3 separate regions of the Zea mays genome follow, and regions 2 and 3 are each linked to region 1. The links are chromatin contacts, called in public Hi-C maps. All regions are on one chromosome and are shown on one strand. Each heading gives the region's core, a stretch centred on a gene start, on an enhancer-like site or on the middle of the called end of the contact. The rest is flanking DNA. Distances are from core to core; before and after follow the strand shown. Region 1 has its middle 28 kb from the start of LOC100272416. Region 2 holds the start of LOC100303795 (anther-specific protein SF18). Region 3 has its middle 32 kb from the start of LOC103635061.

Region 1 (3,054 bases), core at 146-2,645:
TAGGTTATCAATCAACTAAGGTCACTGGAGTGTACTTCATCTGATCCAAATCATAATTTAGCCTCCGTTTGTTCCTTTAGTTCAGAGACTAAAGTTTAGTCTCTATCTTTTTTGGTTTTAGAGACTAAACTATTCAAAACATATTAAATGAATTATAAGAAGACTAAATTATCCCTTAGTATTCTCCCACCATTAATGCAACTGAAATAAAGAAGGAACAAAAAGTGAAATTTATATGGTTTAGTTACCCCTTGAGAGACTAGAGACTAATATAGTTTAGTTCCACCATTTGATAATTTAGGAACTAAATGTGACTAAAATGGAAGGACTAATCTTTAGTCCATCGAACAAAACAGACCTTTACACATGAGATTTTTACGAAGGGGTGTTTGGTTTTTAAGGACTATTTTTTAGTTTCTCCATTTTATTCTATTTTAGTCACCAAATACGGAAACTAAAACTCTATTTTAGTTTCTGTATTAGGATATGTTTTATTTCTTTAGTCCACGAACTAAAGTTTAGTCGAGTGATTAAAGTTTAGTCCTTACCCTATTTTGTTGCATGGACTAAAAGTATTCAGAACGTATTAAATGACTCGTAAGAAGACTAAAATGCTCCTTAACATTCTTCCACCATTAGCGTAATTGAAATAAATGAGGGGCAAAATGTGGAATTGATATATTTTAGTCCCTTTTAATCACCATTTGAGAGACTAGAGACTAAAGCACTTTAGTCCTTATTTTAGTCTCACTATTTGACTAGTTAGGGACTAAGGGCATGTTTGGTTTCCTGACTAATTTGCCACACTTTGCCTAACTTTTCTGACTAAGGTTAGTTCTTAAACTCGAACAACTAACCTTAGGCAAAGTGTGGCACAATTAGCCACGAACCAAACAGGCCCTAAATGAGACTAAAATGGAGTGACTAATCTTTAGTCTCTTAAACCAAATAGAGTCTTAGTCATTTTAGGGACTAAAATAGAATAAAATGAAGGGACTAAAAATTAATCTATAGAAACCAAATTCATTAACTTTGACTAATTTTTTTTAGAAAAAAAATACAAAGTAGAAAGCAAATAGCGGTATTTTTTTATTTTAAAACAACCGCAGGCCTTTGCGGAAGCAGGAATAGGACGACTTCAGTTAGGTTGTGCGCTGTTGGGCCGAACAAAGACCGCTCGGCTCGTTTCACTCGGGCTACGCAGCCAGCAAACGGAAGAGCTGAAGCGTCGGTCGGAGAGGCGTCTGCGCGTTGGAATTTTTTAGTACCACAACGCGAGCTGAAGCGACGTGAGTGTTGCCTGGGCGCTATAAGAACGACGCGTGAGGGATGCGGAACTCTTACCTGACCCTGTCAGGGGTGAAAGGCGGCCCGTTGATGATCGTATAGAGACTGACGTGCCGTGCCGACACCCGACTGAACACGTTGCCAAAGGTGCGAGCGATGTCCTGCCCCTACTTTAGGGTGGGCTCGCGCGCCAATTTTTGGAAGGCCCTGCTACCCTCTGGGAAACGGGGCCTACACCACAGCTGAACATGGATATTTTTTTCTATAGACGGCAATTATTTTATTTATTAGCTGCGTAACTAAGCCAACTCTCAATAAAGATATTCGAAGGAATTTATTTATTTTATATTTTGTATGCACGATTAAGATAAGTTAAAGCCTTGGCGAAAAGTACGTACTTAAAATTTAGCCTGGACACGTACTATTAATAGAGCTAATTGGTAGTCATAAAATTAGTTATCTGAGTTGTTAGTCAGCAGATAAGTTAGCTGGTTTTATCTGGGTTAAAGTAGCTAATTTGTTTTTTATTAGCTGCTAATAGCTTCGATAGGTATAACTAACAAAATTTTAATTTCTAAAGAATTTTTTGTTTTGTTTATTGGCTGCGTAGCCAAGTCAACTCTCAACAAAGCTTTTCGCAGGAAATTATTTATTTTATATTAGAATTAATGATAGTAGGTGGAGCTATATTTTTTGCGCAGTTTCCATTTGCAGACTGTACGGCACAAACTTTTTTGTTGCTGTCGGCTAGCCCTAATCTTTTACATGTTCTTTTGCTACAATGTTTTTTCTCATCAAATATCAAAAACAAGTAATAGGTATAATATTACAGACTTTGAAACTTTCTATATCTTAAAAAAATATACCAAAAGGAGAGATAAATTAGATGAATTGAACTTTCCCAATTTAAAAAACTTGTACTCAAGCACACAAATTCACTCCTTAAAGAGTTCGAGTCTTAGACTAGCATGGCAATTCTAGTAATATAAAATGCTTCAAAAGAATTGATCAAATGCGTATATGTAAAGTAAAAGAAGGGATTAGAAGCTCGATGTTTTTTCGAGTTATCGGAGGGTCAATATATTTCACTAGTTCTTGTTGGAGCACCCACGCAAGAGTATCGCTCCCCACGCAAGGGTTGGTTTGTGCGAGGACAAAATGCTCTCTATGAGATGTTTTTTGCTCAGACATGGTGAACTGCTCACAAACATGTATAAGCTTGAGTTGTATTACTCACAAGCTCTCCGAGTGATAATTGAACTCCTAATCGACACCAAGTCTTCTGCAAATAAACTAATATGGCCACTATTCATGTGATTAGTAACTCTCAAGTCCCTAACTAGGGAAAGACTCTTCCCCACTCTCAAGTTTCTTTCACCAGTTGAAATAGAAGAGACCTCATTTGGCCGAGTTGGGGGGGGGAGGGTATATTAGCCCCAAGCAAAGAAACTAGCCGCTACAAGCCAACTCAGCAAAGTCAAGGGGCACCAAACATGTCTAGTGCATACCAAATCTCTGCACCAGACATGTCTAGTGCTTTTCTAACGTCTAATTTTTTAAACTAGCTGTTATTGTACTAGTATCTTGTTTCGGTGCGACACCGAACACATTCGGTGAGTATAAGCTTGTCATGCACAATTGTAATTATGAGCAAAGTCTCTCTTTTCCACATTTAAAGTATTCCGTTGTCTTAGGCATTTTCTTTGGTTTGTTTTATTGTTTATATTTCTTCTCTTTAAATGTTTGAGAGCCAATACCATTCCCATC
Region 2 (3,272 bases), core at 386-2,885, 530 kb after region 1:
TAATTCCACCATACAGAGACCAAATAAGAGAAAGTTTGTGAGCTCAAGTTTCTAAAATAAGTCACATGAACTCAAACTTATAAAAAAATAGATCAAAATATAGAGTGATTGCTAAAGTCAGGCATTAATAAAAACTGGATGCGTTTCATATAAATTATGCTACTTCGTAGCAATTACCAACGTTTAAAACCAACAAATAACCTTTTATTTTACTGTTAGTGTGACAAATCATTGTTGCTCCATCCAATTTAGCAACCTCAAACACCATGGAGGCCATTGCGCCAATATGGTCTCAGAAACGACCTAATGCTTGCAAGAGCCAAGAACGTCGTGCCGTGTTTGGGCTGTAGCCTCGGCCTCTAGTGCTGGTCCAGCCCAACACGATTATACATTTTTTATTTTAAAAAACGCATATACATATATATAATTTATATTCAATATTAAAAATATCTTAGCATGATGTTCTACTAGTTAGACAGCTTTACCCAGTGTCTCCCGCCCTTCTTCCATCAGGGCATGGGTTCGAACCCCACCTCCTCCACTGTTTTTAACATTTTACGCTGATTTAATCAAATGGGCCGACGGGCTAACGGGTTGGCCCGACACAGTCAGCAAGCCGGTATGACGTGCCTAGGCCAGAGTTGTGGCCCGCGGGGCGTCTGGCCCGTGCCTGACCGCCGTTTGGCCATCTATAGGCGTGCAACAGATTAATTTAAAATAGCTATGATGATTTATTTGTAAAAAGATGATGTGGGACGATCGTTGAAACTGGTGCTTTAAGTATAGTATAGATATGAGCATTTTCATGCCTCTATGTGGGTCGTTTCGTGTCTGCCTTAAACGAGCCGTGCTTGTACCCACCCATGGGCCACGACCTCGGCCAAAACCCGGTCTGATATATATCGGACCGTGCCAATCCGACACTAAATGTTTGAGACAGTGTTGTATTTGGTCTGTGATTTTTTTCGTGCTTCGGACCAGCCCAACATACTTGGCCAAGTGTATATATATATATATATATATATATATATATATATATATATATATATATATATATATATATATATATATATATATATATATATATATATATATATATATATATATATATATATATATATATATATATATATATATATATATATATATATATATATATATATATATATATATATATATATATATGACGCCCACGCCGCGGGCCGTGGGCCTATGGTCTAGATCCGCACATGACTCAGCCCCTCTGTCCATGTTGCAAGCCCATCGGCACTATATTCTATGATAATTCATGTTTGTTACAATTATGTATTTTTAGCAGTGGTATCTTACAGCACACGTTGAAAACGCAAAGAACCGATCTTAATGCCAGTTATTATCATCTAAACCTTGCGGTTGTCCTTAATTTCCCCATTGTCGATCTGCTGGAAAGTGGCACCGTGCAAGGTATCCCAAAAAAAAAAAGCGGACGCAAAAAGTGCGGGGAAACATAATAAGCGAAAGCGAGCAAGTCCGTGACGGCGACTAAACTAATCGAGGCAGCCGACCATGCCAGATGCCACCTTCCACTTCCTTCCCTTCCCAATTAAGTACCCCATTCCATCAACACTCCACATGCTCTCACTCCCACTCCCGTCCCTACCACCCCGCTCCCCGCCATGGCAGCACTCCTCCTCCTCCCGCTCGTCCTCGCCGCCAGCCTAGGCTTGGGCAATGCCGACCCGGCTCCGGCCACCATCGTGCACAAGGACGGCACGACCTGCACCCTCTGCGCGTCCTGCGACAATCCCTGCAACCCGTCCTACTACTACCCGCCGCCGTCCCCTCCCCCGGCGCCGGTCACCACGCCCTGCCCGCCCACCACGCCGTCCTACCCTTCCCCCTCCGGCGGAGGCGGAGGCCCCGTCATCTACTCGTCCCCGCCACCTCCTGCTGCTTCCGGCGGCGGCGGCGGCCTTGGTGGCGGAGGCTTCTACTACCCGCCGCCTACCGGCGGAGGCGGCGGCAGTGGCGGTGGCGCGTCGCAGCAGGGCGGTGGTGTGTACCCGACGGCGCCGCCGCCGCCCAACCCGTTCCTGCCCTACTTCCCCTTCTACTTCTACAGCCCGCCGCCGCCGTTGCACTCCGGCGCGCGGGCCGTGACCGCCGCCTCGCTGCTGCCGGTGCTCCTCCTCACAAGCATGCTGCTGCTGCTGTGTCAGACGCCGTGAGGGGTCCAGATCTGCAGAGCGAGCCATCATTCAATGCGTGCTGCACCTGCATGCATGCATGCGCTGTTTCTAGTTTCTACAAGGCGGTGATCGATCCAGCTGGCGATTCAATTGTGGTTGGGGGTGGCCTGTGTATTCTACCGGTACTAAATTGTAATTGTTGTTTTTTTTTACGATTCGGTTCATTTCCTCGTCCTCTTTCTTCTTCTCTTTCGGATTCGTAGCACAGATTGTACAAGGAGGGGGGCAGCAGTTAGTAATAATCTATAGCATACCCATTTCATGTCACAGAATGAAGAAGTCTGTTCGCCTAGCTCTCTAGCTTTGTTTCTCACCTCTCTCTCTGTTCTACATGGGATACTGTGCCTATTTTAAATAATTGTTTTGATTATGAGGTTGGTAGATCTCTGCGGCCAAGAAATCATTATAAAAAAGTCTTTGGTGGATCGAAATGTCTGGTGCCAGTCCCACCCAGGCCAGCCCAGCTGGGAGAGGAAATGGGAGTGGAAGACACAATAATAATCTGCTTGGCTACTCACTTTGCCAGAGTCTCGCCTCGTCTCGTCTCGAGACGCGCGAGCGACCAAAGCAAGCATCCAAAGACACAAGTAACATTTGCGAGGGGTCCACGTTCCACCATCTCCGTCCCCGATCCGTGTGCTGTGCATATGCAAATGCAAGTGCAGCGGCGGCCATAGAAGCAAAATAATAGCAGCGCACTGTTGTTATCTAGAAGGTGTAGATCTAGATGAACACCACACGTCAACTTGGGCTGGCCATGCCCATGCACCAGCCTAGCTTGCACGATGTCCCTTCAGCTGTAGCACACGCAAAAAAAAAAAAACTTTGGTAGCACATTGGTTTTTAAAAGGCGCATACCCATGTAAGGAAAAGATATTCGAAAGCGCCTTTGCTAGTTTCGTGGCCGGGAGCTCGATGGGTTTCTTTGCGGTTTTCAAAGGTATTGAGAGAAGATGTGAAGCAAAGAAAAAGGGAAGGAGAAAAGGTGTTGCCAAAGTTCATGTTCTACGGAGCCACAAAGAGAAAGAGAGAGGACACGCTAGA
Region 3 (3,076 bases), core at 479-2,978, 570 kb after region 1:
CTCGATGGGGTTCACATCATAAAACTATATGTCGTATTATTCTCATGTGGGATGCTACTCTAGAGGTACTAGAGATTGTTGCTGATGATGGCTCTAGTGGGGATAAGAAATATATGACTTATGTTTGTTGAAACAAATGGAGATCTTTGAATTTGTGCTTATTCTGCATCTCATGATGAGGTTATTAGGCAAGACTAATGATTTGTCACGATGTTTGCAAAGAAAAAATCAGAATATTGTCCTTGTCGTTGGATTGATTGGAGCCACATTGCGGAATATTAGTGAAGTACATGATAATGGATGGGAGGAATTGTTTGAGGAGGTAAAGACCTTTTATAACCAACATAACATTATTGTACCAAAGATGGATGATACAATTACTGTCCGAGGTCGCTCAAGGGGACATGGAGGTCAGTTAGTGACTTACTATCATCATTTCAAAAATGAGATCTTTATTGTTATGTATGATCAAGTTATTGTGGAATTAAACAATCGCTTCACTGAAAGATCTACTCGATTATTAAGATGCATTTCTTGTCTAGATCCAATAAATTCATTTGCCAACTATGACAAAGCTCAGCTGATAGAATTGGCTAAGATTTATTCAGCAGACTTCTCTCAATATGACCTCTTGATCCTTAGAGACCAACTCGATATATTTATTGTTGATGTGAGGGGTAATTCTGATTTTGCAAATTGTGAAGACCTTGGTAATCTGGCTATTAAGATGGTGCAAACTGAGAGACACCTAGTTTTTGCATTGGTTTATCGTCTCATTGAATTAGCCTTAATTTTGCTTGTTGCAACTGCCACGGTTGAAAGAGCCTTCTCAGCTATGGAAATCATCAAAACAGAATTGAGAAATTTGATGGGAAATGATTGGTTGAATCATAAAATGGTATGCTATATAGAAAGAGATATCTTCACAAGTATTCAAAGTGATGATATTTTATACCATTTTTAAGAATTGAAGAGTTGTATGAAAAAGCTACCTCCACAAAGTTCAAGTGGTATATTTTTGTGCTCACTTATACATTTTTGCATTCATTAGTTATATTGTCATGTTGTATCTCTCATTTTATACAAATATTTAACTTGCAATCTGTAGGTTCAAATTTACTTGCTAATGTTGATGAAGTTATTAGATGCGGGGAAGGACCAAATCGTCTCTAATTAGGTACCTTTATATTTTTTATCAAGTTTATTATATTTTTAGATGCTGAATTGAAGTAAATACTATCTTAGTCTATGTTTATGGTATATTTTGTTTTAGCGATATATTTAGCCACACAATATATTAGGGGTTGTTTAAATTAACCTTTAAATTTTATAGAGTGGTCCGGAGTGTTAATTTTATAGAGCTTCGCCACTGGCTTAACTAATGATCCATAAACCACCATGCTTTGATTGGGCACGTGACAACCCCTCACCAGTACACTACTGTGTCACTGGTATAGACTATAGAGAGATTCAGTGGAGTGGTGAGTGCAGACTGCAGCCCAGCCCCTCTTCGTCCCTGCCTTTTGTGTTCAGCTTGGGTGCAGACCTGCTACACACTCACTGCTAGGACATGAACGCTCACAAGTCACGAATGATCTCGCCAATAATCTCTACGAAAGTGAAACGCCAGCGTTCATTCGGACCAAAAAGGAGGAAGATGACTCACACGGCCCAACTCACACAGCAGCAGCTCGATCATATCAGCCTATGAAGACCATTTGTTTGGGTCAATGCAGCAGGCCACCGACAGCTTTCCATAGGCCCAGGTATCACCTCCAAGGTTGTTGTACAGGGCCAGCGAACTCACTGTTTTTTTCCTTAAATACACAAAAGGTTTAGGTCATTGTTATTAATTAAGGTAGAATATATAGTTTTATCTTACAAACGACGCATTTCTGTTCAGCATCCTAAAACATCTATACAATTGCAGCTATGGGCTACACCAATCCTATCCTAACGCACAGGTCTAATTTCTAACATTACAAAAATAATAAATGGATCACATATAAAAAAATGTTGGTCTACTATCTCCCTAGACTTCTATGAGCTTTGTAATGGTTTTCATGAGGGCACCTATTGGATCACATATAATCCTGGTACCAAAGAACTCCTCCCCCATCACAGTTAATGAATACCGCCCAATATCGCTTCTAAACTCTTGTGTCAAACTGATGACAAAGCTATTAGCCAACAGATTGCAGGGAGTGATTACCAAGCTCATTCATGACAACCAATATGGTTTTATTAAGGAACACACCAAACAAGACTGCCTGACCTAGTCCTTTGAATATGTACACCTATGCAAGCAATCAAAGAAAGAGCCGGTTATCCTAAAGCTTGACTTCGAAAAGACATTTGACAAATTGGAACACAATGTTATTATCGACATCTGGAAACATAAAGGGTTTGGGCCCAGATGGCTAATGTGGACGGAAATGATTATGAACTCAGGGACATCCTCAGTGCTGCTAAATGGAGTCCCCAAGAAAAGTTTCCATTGTAGAAGGGGGTCAGACAAGGCGACCCCCTTTCTCCGCTGTTGTTTGTCCTAGCTGCGGACCTCCTACATGCTATCGTCAATAAAGCCAAAAATCTTGGACTTCTCAAACTACCTCTGACCCATATGGGTGATCAGAATTTCCCCGTCATACAATATGCAGATGACACAATTCTAGTCATGGAAGTTTGTCCTAAGCAACTGTTCTTCCTCAAGGCAGTTCTCAACTTCTTTGCTGATTCAACAGGCCTTCATGTCAATTATCATAAGTCCAATATCTACCCCATCAATGTGTCTGACGACAAGATGAACATCCTTGCAAAGACTTTCAATTGCAGTATTGGGAATTTCCCTTTCACATATTTAGGGATACCGATCGGGACAACCAGACCAAAGTTGGATTCCTTTTTTTCCTTGATTCAGAAGATTGAGAAAGTTTATCTACAACATCCACACTTCTATCACAAGCAGGTAGACTACAGATGGTTAATGTGGTATTCTCGGCTCTCTCAACATACTTTCTCTGCATGCTAAAACTACCCCAATCAGTGATCAAGCACATTGACAAGTACATAAAAC

What was found. Hi-C and Micro-C count contacts between places; a contact is called where the count stands out from the background.
Region 2: a contact with region 1 is called in a Hi-C map of ear, with 1.7 times the contacts expected there. The contact joins the promoter of LOC100303795 here to the enhancer-like site in region 1. A contact is called at or near these places in 2 of 25 Hi-C or Micro-C datasets (ear and tassel).
Region 3: a Hi-C map of ear shows a contact between it and region 1, with 4 times the contacts expected there. The contact joins two enhancer-like sites. A contact is called at or near these places in 2 of 25 Hi-C or Micro-C datasets (ear and tassel).

Annotation. Positions count from the first base shown.
Region 1 is chr8:34,810,451-34,813,504 of Zm-B73-REFERENCE-NAM-5.0, forward strand. No RefSeq gene overlaps it. Among protein-coding and RNA genes, the nearest start is that of LOC100272416, 28 kb to the left of the region's middle. Within about 2 kb of position 1,396, at least 17 of the 20 cell types and tissues checked have an H3K27ac peak or open chromatin away from gene starts, as enhancers often do. A contact at or near this core is called in ear and tassel, where this site is marked.
Region 2 is chr8:35,337,490-35,340,761 of Zm-B73-REFERENCE-NAM-5.0, forward strand. LOC100303795 (anther-specific protein SF18) reads left to right here and starts at 1,636. Exons shown (of 1, transcript NM_001165429.1): 1 at 1,636-2,402. The coding sequence starts at 1,656. The coding sequence ends at 2,207.
Region 3 is chr8:35,381,868-35,384,943 of Zm-B73-REFERENCE-NAM-5.0, forward strand. No RefSeq gene overlaps it. Among protein-coding and RNA genes, the nearest start is that of LOC103635061, 32 kb to the right of the region's middle. Within about 2 kb of position 1,729, at least 12 of the 20 cell types and tissues checked have an H3K27ac peak or open chromatin away from gene starts, as enhancers often do. A contact at or near this core is called in ear, where this site is marked.